Linked DNA regions of Mus musculus: region 2 is linked to region 1. Evidence: chromatin contacts called from public Hi-C data. All regions are on one chromosome and are shown on one strand. Each heading gives the region's core, a stretch centred on a gene start, on an enhancer-like site or on the middle of the called end of the contact. The rest is flanking DNA. Distances are from core to core; before and after follow the strand shown.

The links. Hi-C and Micro-C count contacts between places; a contact is called where the count stands out from the background.
Region 2: a Hi-C map of liver shows a contact between it and region 1, with 1.8 times the contacts expected there. The contact joins the promoter of Gsap here to the enhancer-like site in region 1. A contact is called at or near these places in 4 of 39 promoter capture datasets (the 3T3-L1 cell line, 3T3-L1-derived adipocytes, the C10 cell line and 1 more), 2 of 484 Hi-C or Micro-C datasets (adipose-derived mesenchymal stem cells and liver), 7 of 115 datasets of contacts at active chromatin or transcription factors (astrocytes, bone marrow-derived dendritic cells, bone marrow-derived macrophages and 3 more) and 3 of 9 other capture datasets (adipose tissue, liver and pancreatic islet).

The regions. Positions count from the first base shown.
Region 1 is chr5:20,932,704-20,937,600 of GRCm38.p6, reverse strand. The region is part of intron 1 of Rsbn1l (round spermatid basic protein 1-like); the gene reads left to right. Among named protein-coding and RNA genes, the nearest start is that of A630072M18Rik, 16 kb to the left of the region's middle. Within about 2 kb of position 1,975, at least 48 of the 459 cell types and tissues checked have an H3K27ac peak or open chromatin away from gene starts, as enhancers often do. A contact at or near this core is called in bone marrow-derived macrophages, liver, microglia and 1 more, where this site is marked.
Region 2 is chr5:21,184,249-21,189,145 of GRCm38.p6, reverse strand. Gsap (gamma-secretase activating protein) reads right to left here and starts at 2,879. Exons shown (of 31, transcript NM_175437.3): 1 at 2,687-2,879. The coding sequence starts at 2,783.

The DNA of each region.
Region 1 (4,897 bases), core at 726-3,225:
ACATATAATAAACAAATAAATAAACAAATAAAAAAAAAAAAAAGATTAAGTAATCAGTCATTGTATAACCTGTATATAACATACAGTATCTTACTATTTCATGTCTTAGTTTTCTAGAATTTGAATAGAAAAAGGATTTTTATCTCACTTTTAGAAACATTTTGGGGCTGGAGAGAAAGCTCAGCAGTTAAAAGCACTGAACCCACGTGGCAGCTCACAACAGTTGTTAACTCCACTTCTAGGAGATTTGACTCCTCTTCTGGCCTCAAAACCTAAAATAAAATAAAATAAAATAAAATAACTTTCCAATTCAGTCCTTTGTTTCTGTGACTGTTACTGCTCTGCTGTGTTATGTGGTGTCTTCCTAATAAAATTCTGTCAGACCAGGCAGCAGTCTTTAATCCCAGCACTCAGGACACAGAGGCAGGTGGATCTTGGTGAGTTCAAGGCCAGCCCGGTTTACAGGGAGAGAGAGTTCCAATACACCGGGACCACATAGAGAAACCCTGTCTTCAAAAACAAACAATTCTGCAGTCAGAACTTCATGATAGTAGCTGTATTTGTTAGTTACTTTTTATTAGTTATCAAGTATAGTGTTGGAAGTAAAGCATATGCTAGCTTTAATCTTCATAAAAATTAAAAAGACACATGCCATTCTCTCTTAGAGATGAGAATAACGAGACACAGCAGTTAAATAACTTGCTTGTGTCTGATGACCAGTTGCTGTCAGAGCTGGAATTGAACTTGAACGTGTTTAACTCTGAAGTCTGAGCTGCTTCCACTCCATTACAGTACATTTCAGTTGTCGTAGTCCTAGCATTTCACCTGCCCTACTTTCTAAAGTTTTTTCCCCCTTGTCCTTGTGCCCCCTGCCGTCTTGCTTTGCCCTTTTGTTTTTATATTTATTTATTCTCTTATGTGTGTGTCTTAGGGTTCCTGTTTCATTAAAACACCCTGACCAGAACCAGTGTGAGGAAGGAAATGGTTTATTTCAGCTTATAGTTCACCATATGGTCCATCAATGAAAGAAGTTAGGATAGGACCTCGAGGCAGAAGTTATGGAGGAATGCTGCTTACTGGCTTATTTCTCATGCCTTCTAGCCAGGCACTACCAGCCCAGGTGTCCTGTTACCTCCAATGGCTGGGTCCTGCCACATCAGTCTCTTATTTAAGAAAATGTCCCACAGGTTGCCTACGGGCTAATCTTAATGGGGACATTTTCTCAATTCAAAACCCTTTTCCCAGATGTATAGACGTGTGTCAGGCTAATAAAACCCAAATTGTGGGTGAGGGTTTGTTTGCAGGTATGCGTGTGTACAGCATGTTAGTGCTCCTGGATACCAGAGCAGTATTGGATGGCCTGGAATGGCAGTTAGAAATGGACTGGTCCATGGTTTGCTGTGTGGATCCTGGGGACTGAACCTTGGCTCCCTGCAAGAGCAGCAAGTGGTCTTGTCCTCTGAGTCAGCCCTCCAGCACCAGCTCTCGTGAATACTAGGTGCTAAGAGGATGTGTAAACAGTGTAGGTTGTTGTTGCTGGATGAATAATTATGCTCCGTTTCCCTCATTTGTCAACAAGAGGCAAGGGGAAGAAGTAAAGCAGGGGGAAGCAGCGCCGTGGTCCTCACCAGTTTACAGCTGTTGAGTGATCCATTTCAGTGTGCACATCAAGTGATCCGTCTCAGGGTGCGCGCCCCTCCCTCCTGCCCATCGCCAAGGTTTCTCTCTGTAGCCCTGGCTTTCTGGAACTTACTCTGTAAAGACCAGGCTGGCTTTGGACCTGGGACAAAAGACTAATAGTGGTGCCTATGAACACATTAAGCAGATACTGGCTACCGGGTTTCTCAGCATCCTCAGTCCCTGCTTGTTACAGGGTCATCTTGGCCAGCATATACCACCTCTGCCCTGAGCTACTCTGATTCCTATATAACCCAGCCATTTGGCTATGCTGGCCCTGCTTACCTTTTGGCCTCTTGGTTCCTGACTCTGCCCACGTCCCTCCCCCTCTCACATGACCCAGCTCAGCCTGCTGGTCATGTTCACTCTATTTCTCCAGATGTCTCTATCTCTGTCTATAGCTGTATTCCCCGTCATGTGTACAATTAACCACCTCCTCCACCATACCTAGATGCACCATGTCCTTCTAATTCTTTTTTTCCATTCAGGCACATAGACATATGAAAGAGGGGTAAGAGAGGGAGAGATCAAATTATAACAGGAGAAAGATAATATTATTGCCAGTTGGTAGGGATCAAGAAGTTCTTGCAAAAGGAGTGTCTGATTTTAGTAGAGATAGGTTGGCCAGAGGCATTTTGTTTTGTTTTGTTTTTGTTTTTTTTGTTTTCTTTGAGACAGGGTTTCTCTGTGTAGCCCAGGCTGTCCTGGAACTCACTCTGTAGACCAGGCTGGCCTCAAACTCAGAAATCCGCCTGCCTCTGCCTCCCAAGTGCTGGGATTAAAGGGGTGCGCCACCGCTGCCTTGCAGGCAAAGGCATTCTAAGTATAATTACAAAAATGTTGAGATATTACATTTGACTGAGGAATCAGCCTAGAATGACATTGGTGACCAGTGGAAGAAAAGACATTTGTATTTCTATATTGACTACAAAAATTCTTGAGTAGCATACCAGTGGAACAGAACTAAAAATTGCAGAGAAAACATGAATTTCTAAAGGAGGCAGGCCTCATTTGGAAGGACTAGCCTTCCCTTTGCTTTCGATATGCCATGTAAACAAAGCTCTGGCTAGTCTACTGTCTTCCTTTTTTGTCCAGTCTTCTGCAACAGCCCATCATCCTACGGCTGTCTGAGGTGGGGGAAACACATTCAGTAATGCTTCTTCCTTTGCAGAACTCGTGTGTTCACATGAGGGATAGGTCAAAGAAAATGACAGCCATTCTCTACTTAACAGTCTTTCAAATAACAAAAGGGAGAATAGAGAAACTTCTGAAGTCTCCTATTTATCATGCTATCTCTCTCCCTGCTATTTTGTGAGACATAGCTGTACCTGTTTTCCTAAGCCTGGACCTATTAAACAGTTTCCTTCATCAATCTCCGAAGTGAGCTAACACCAATGGCATTTTCTTTATTTAGGTAGACAGAAGCAAGTTGCATTTGCTCAATTTATTTTAAGCAATAGAGAGCCATGATGAGGTTTAATTAATGTGTTGCCCCATTGAGACACTCATAGTTTCAGCTTTTTAAAAATTACTAAGCAGACCAATGGCTTTTGTTAGGATATTTTCATATATCCGATTTGGTTTATTCTCCCCTTTTGATGCCTCCTCCTGCTACACTAACTATCTCTGCCTTCATGTCACATGCACTTGTTGTCCTTGTTCTTCTTCACACCCTTCCTCAGGAAAGGCAATGAACCATGACAAATTGTAAGAATTTCTTAAGGAATGAAGGTGTGGAGTTTGGCAGAGACTGGCTAGGCATATCTGGAGAGTCACTTACTTAATCATGTAAGTTGCAGGAGTATAGGAAAGATACTTAAGACAGACTCTAGAGGGAAGTTCGGGTTTAGATGACAGGAGTGTGAGAATTAGGTAGGTATATTACAATATCACTGAAATACGATGAGAGAATTTGATGGAGAGGCCAGTGTTTATCCCCTGAAGAGGGAAGGGGTGACTTGCTGGGGTTGGTAACTTTTCTTAGCTGTGTGCCAGGGAGAGGCTGTGTGAAATCCTCTCTGCCCTCGTCCCTGCTCATAGAGTTCTTTTCTTTTCTCAGTTGCCTTCATCTCCTTTCTCTTCTACTTATTTTTTTTAATAAATGTGTTGACTTTCTTTTTTTTATAAAGTTTTTTTTTTTAAGATTTATTCATTTATTACATGTAAGTACACTGTAGCTGTCTTCAGACACTCCAGAAGAGGGCATCAGATCTTGTTAATGAATGGTTGTGAGCCACCATGTGGTTGCTGGGATTTGAACTCAGGACCTACAGAAGAGTAGTTGGTGCTCTTAACCACTGAGCCATCTCTCCAGTCCCCTTGTCTTCTACTTCATTTCATTTTGCACATCCACTGTCCATTCTGCTTCTTCATTTTTTCTTCTTTTTCTGGCTTGCTCGCTGATCTATTTCCAACAATGTATTATTCTTAGCTGGATGTGGGAGGAACAGGGAGATTTCAGTGTGGTTGCTCAGATCAGTTGATTTCATGAACTTCATTATGAGGGTCTTGACTTAAGGCTCAGTCAGGATAGTTAGAATTGATAATATGAATCCTATTTGAATTTTTGCTTCAAAATATATAATAGCTGAAAGCTTTAGAATGGATTTTTCTGTATTTCATAAGAGCTTCCAGTTTGATTTTTTTTTTTTTTCCTTCCTCCGAGACCGGGTTTCTCTGTGTAGCCCTGGCTGTCCTGGAACTCACTCTATAGACCAGGTTGGCTTCAAACTCAGAAATCCACCTGCCTCTGCCTCCCAAGTGTTGGGATTAAAAGCGTGTAACACCACTGCCGGGCTCAGTTTGAAATTTTATGATGCTCAAATAAAATTCTAATGAGCCTTTTAGTTTTTTCTTTCAGATCTATATATTTTACTTTATGTGTATAAATATTCTCCCTGCATGTACATATGTATACCACGTGCATTCTTGTGGGATTCTCCGAACTGGAGTTAGAGATTGCTGTGAACTACCATGTGGGTACTGGGAATTTGAGCTTTGGTCCTTTGAAAAAGCAGTAAGTTCTTTTATTGTTGAGTTGTTTCCCCAGCAAGCAACTAGTGAAGCTGTTAAAAGAACTTCCTTTTTTCTAAATGTGTGGGTCATGGGATAGAGTGATCTTCCTGTCTCCGCCTCTCTCCTCAGTGTCGGGATTACAGATGTGAGCCACCACATGTGGTTTACCTGTGCTGGGGGTTGATGCAGGGCTGTGTGCATTTTG
Region 2 (4,897 bases), core at 1,630-4,129, 250 kb before region 1:
TCACACTCAGATAAGGAAGTTACTTGCTTAAGTAAACCTGATGAAGAAATTATGAAACACACAAAGTATTGTGATGTCTGAGGTAAGGTGAAACAGAAGCTAGCTTCCCAGACAATCCTGTTCACTTCAATCTATTCTTTGCTAAAGCAGAGTAGTTACACATTACAGAAAGAAGATTGCCAAATGTACAAACTTTAGTCTAAACTGCTAGGTGACAAAAATTGAAATAGTTTTGCCTTCCTACTTGGAGAGGGGCATCATACATTCTCACAAAGAAATGTGAGCCAGCTTCCAGCACACAGATCAAAAGGTAGCAACATGAGATTGCTTCTAGTCTGTACCCAGCCCCCAGTCCCTCAGGCTCAGTCCAGCCAGGCTTTATCATCCTGAAATCAGGACTTCTGAGACACTCTGAGTTTAGTGAGGAGCAGGCATGGGTGATTGGTTACGAATCAATCAAAGGAGAACTGAAAGTTAGGATAGGAGACTGGGGACTCGGGGAGGAGACATAAACAGGAAGGACAGTGGCCATAGAATGGTGAAACAGAAAACAGTGACTAAGCCACCCACGCCCCCACCCTCCATCTCCAGACCAGTCTGCAGGACCATATACATGAGGCAATAAAGAAAAGCTCACTTTCAAATGAGTTGCTTGGCAAACTATTATCACTCCCTGTACAAAGAGTGTAAGATTTAAAATCAACACTGTGTGTGTCACAAATTCAAGCCAAATCAAACCAGGGAAAAGCACACGAAAGAAAACTCGTGCTCTTTATTGAATTACACAGATGGTCCCTGACAACATTTCAACTTGCACTTTTTTTTTAAGTAGTGCCAAAGCAACACAAGACATTTAGTAAAGATGCTGGCTGGAATGGCAAACCCAGGGAGCTCCCAAATGTCACCCCCTCCCCTGTCTGCCAAGAGAAATGCTAAGTAAAGCTGGGTTCCCTGTGAAGCAGTGTTTCCCAGGAAATGCTTAGCCCTATGGGATTACACCTGTAAACTACAGATGACCCTGAAGCTTGAGGAGGGGGTGGGGTTGGAGCTCCAGAACTCAGCCTGATTTTGAAGAGTCGCATACTGAGTAAAACCTGACAGGCATTTTATTCTCTACTGTAATGCCTCACTGGATGCAGGTACTTGAGGGAAACTGAAGGAGCTGAACGTGCTTATTACACTGAGGGAAGGCTCTTCCTCAGAAGGACAGTCCACACTTGGAAAGGACAGTCCACACCTGGAAAGGACAGTCCACACCTGGAAAGGACAGTCGACACCTGGAAAGGACAGTCCACATCTGGAAAGGACAGTCCACACCTGGAAAGGACTGACTTCTGTGTTGTCAGTGAGCCTGAATCAATCTCACGATACTGAGAAGAGATTAAAGAAAAAAGAGAGCCTATGCTTTTATTCACTTGAAATTCAGATAAAAATGGGTCTAAAGCTACAAATAAAATGGAAAGAATGCTCTATAAATATTCAGACCTCCGAGGTACTCAGATGAAGAATCATGAGGTGCATACACACAAGCCCTCAACAGTCCTGCTACTGCTCACTTTGTAGCTGGATAATATATACATGGTTTCCTTTTAAATTACTATTTAGAGATGTTAAAGTATTTATGTTACTGTTTTGATTTTTTGTGAATATTTTCTCATTTTGTTTCAGGAGAAACCATACTCCCAAAGTTCAACACAGCACCAAGAGTAGGCACAATAATGAAACCTGGCCTCTTCCCCCTCAAGCTGTTGTTGACTCCATTTCCATCCTACAGCCACCTGTAGGGGAGGGGAGGGGAGGGGAGGGGAGGGGAGGGGAGAGGAGAGAAAAAAGAAAAGAAAAGAAAAGAAAAGAAAAGAAAAGAAAAGAAAAGAAAAGAAAAGAAAAGAAAAGAAAAACATATCTTAAATTACAGATGCTCTTCTTTTAAGTGAATCAATTCTGGGAACACACAAAAGTCATTTTCCACTTCCTCACCAGAAGAGCCTCAAGCATCAGAAACAAGTTCCAACTGACCTGGGAAGGCAGGAAGCTGAATATCCCTGCCTTGGTACTGCTTGCCGTGCAGGGGTGAGGTGAGGTGGGGTGGGGTGGGTTTAGGGGAGTGCTTGATGGCTCTTGAGCAAGCTGCTGCTTTGTCTTTAGAACCCGTGAACCCTCAGTTCCCTGCGTGCAGCCTGAAAGAGCACCCTACCCTCTCTACTCACATCTGATGGGAAATTCCCCCTAAGCCATCAGAGATACAGATTGTTCCACAGATACACAGAAAACGTCTTATTAACAAAAAGAAGAGAAAAGAAAAGAAAAAAGGTTAAACCACTGAACTCTCCTTTTTAAAAACATATTGACGCTAAGAATGGTCAGCATCCTCGCTGGGGCAAGCAATGTAATTGCTAAGATACTTAAATGGTCCTTTTTTGACCATCACGATTCATGCTGGTTAAGTCACCCTATACTTTGTCCTGATCCTAGCTGAGCCCAGGAGGCAAGCGAGAGGGAACCATCCCGCTACGCCACCTCCACCCCACCCTCCCCTCTCTGTGGTGACACATTGGGTACCACTCATTGCACAGGCTTGGGCAGCCCCAAGATGTGCCCGCAGGGACGGTGCCCCCTCAACCCAGAGCCTCTATGGGACTTCGGGTGACCAGCCCCGGCCGCCCCCTCCAGGACCCGCGTCCAGCACCTGCTCTGTCTCCTTCGTCCGTTGTCGCCGCCTGTGTGAGCAGACTCGGGAGCACGTCCTCCAGCACATCGAAGTGAGTGACCAGCCGCAGAGCCATGGCTCCCAAGCAGCAGCGGCGGGCATTCCGGGCGGGCTTACACCTCTCAGCCTACAACCACCTCTCCTTCCTCCCCGCCTCCCCAGGCTGCTTTCGGTTCAGGGTTCTGGGCGGTCCAGCCCCGAGGATCCCGAGCACCGCCCCTTCCAGGCCTACGCCGGGGAGCACTTCTCCCTACCCCAGAGACAACGCCTCCCCTGCCGCTGGCGCTGGCAGGGAACTGTGGCAGGGCCCGAAGGGGTGACAAAGCCAGCAGCTTCCAGACTGGACTTGGGGACAGCCGTGCGAAGCGGAGGGCAGGTTTTCTTTAGTCCCAGGTCATTCCCCCACGCAGCCACTTAGCTAGGGCCAGGTCACCTGAGGAGACTCGAGGTTACACAAAGGCAGCTGGCATACGGGCCAATTCTCCTTAGCTCTGCTGCACAGGGTGATGTTTCAGCTATAGTGTTTAGGTAATAAACAGCAGCAGGGAGTGGGTAAACTACAGGGTGCTGTTAAATGACACTAAGGACGGTTAGCTTAGCACAGTCTGGGTTCTCTTTACCTTTCAGTCATGCTTGAGGAAGCTGGCTTGTCCGCAAGTGGCCTCCCACGAGGTTTGTCTATAGGCACGTTCATTCTTCTTGGGTTCCTTCCCAAGTCCATCTATTCCACTATAAGTACGCCTGGTGTTTTCGTTCTATCACTCTGGCTTACTCTGCTTGAGGAGTGCTCAATAAACTTGGCCCTGTGAGATGCCATCCGTTCTGTACAGCAACAGCAGGTAATTACTGTTGCTAAAACTGAAATAGCCTTAGCCGACATAATGTCTCATGCCTATCAGCTTTGCACTTAGGAGACTAGCTTGGAGGTCATGGCCAGCTTGGGCTAGAGAATGAGTCCTGATCTCAAAAACAAACACTCAGCCAGCTCCATATCTCAAAGCAGAACACTGCCTAGTCTTTACCCAGTGCTGGTGCCTGGTAACTAGAACTTGAACTCCCAACTAATCTGGCTATTCATACGGATTCTGGTTATTCATACCTTCCTTCTGTTCAGTGGTTCTGAACCTTCCTAATGCTGCCACCGTTTAATACACCTCATGTTTAATACACCTCATGTTTAATACACCTCATGTTTAATACACCTCATGCTTAATACACCTCATGTTTAATACACCTCATGTTTAATACACCTCATGTTTAATACACCTCATGTTTAATACACCTCATGTTTAATACACCTCATGTTGTAACCAAACAAAAATGTTTTTCACTGTTACTTCCTAATTGTAATTTTGCTACTGTTATGAATCATAATGTAAATATGTGTTTTCTGAAGGTCTTAGATAACCCCCATGAAAGAGAATACCTACCCCTTTCGAGACTCACTGGTTGAGAACCACTAACCTAGAACAATCTCCAGTTGCTCCCAGACCTGGTTCCACACAACCTCTACAGCACAGCCCACAGTGACCTTCTTAACCCAAGAGTGGCATTGCTAATGGACTTCATTTCACCTGAGGTAGACTTTTGAGATTAAAAACCAAATCTGAGTCTTGAGATAGTTCTTCTGTCCCACCAATGGCCAAACAGGGCACCGTGGAAGAAAGTATAAATATTAGTAGTATTAGTAGCTTAGTGGTATTAATAGGCTATAAAATGCTTTTCTCTTACATCTCAAAATTAGGCTTTCACAACTGCAGGTACCAGAGTTACCTGAGGAACTGTCTTAGAGGGCAGAGTTTTCTGGCTTGGAACTGAACAAGGCTCAGAAGTGTTTCCCCTGAGTTTGAAAAACACTTGATAAGTGTAGAAGTCTTGATTTTCCTCTAGAGATTATCTCTCAGAGGAAGGTAGTAGCTAATTTGGAGTAGAATTCTATTGCTCACTACCACCATAACTTGCATATAATTTTAAGAGAAATTTAATGCTAATATTGATTGTGGATACAGGGGAAGATACTGGAGACATGAGGAGCCACTATAAGATTTTATAACAAATGGAGCCTGTTGATAGTTTACAGTCTTTATGTTTACAGGTTTGTTTTTGTCAAGTAAGATGGGCTGGTTATTTATGGGAAATAGCTTATTTAACAGATATATTCAATTTAAAGGTTCCACTCCACTATTTGAA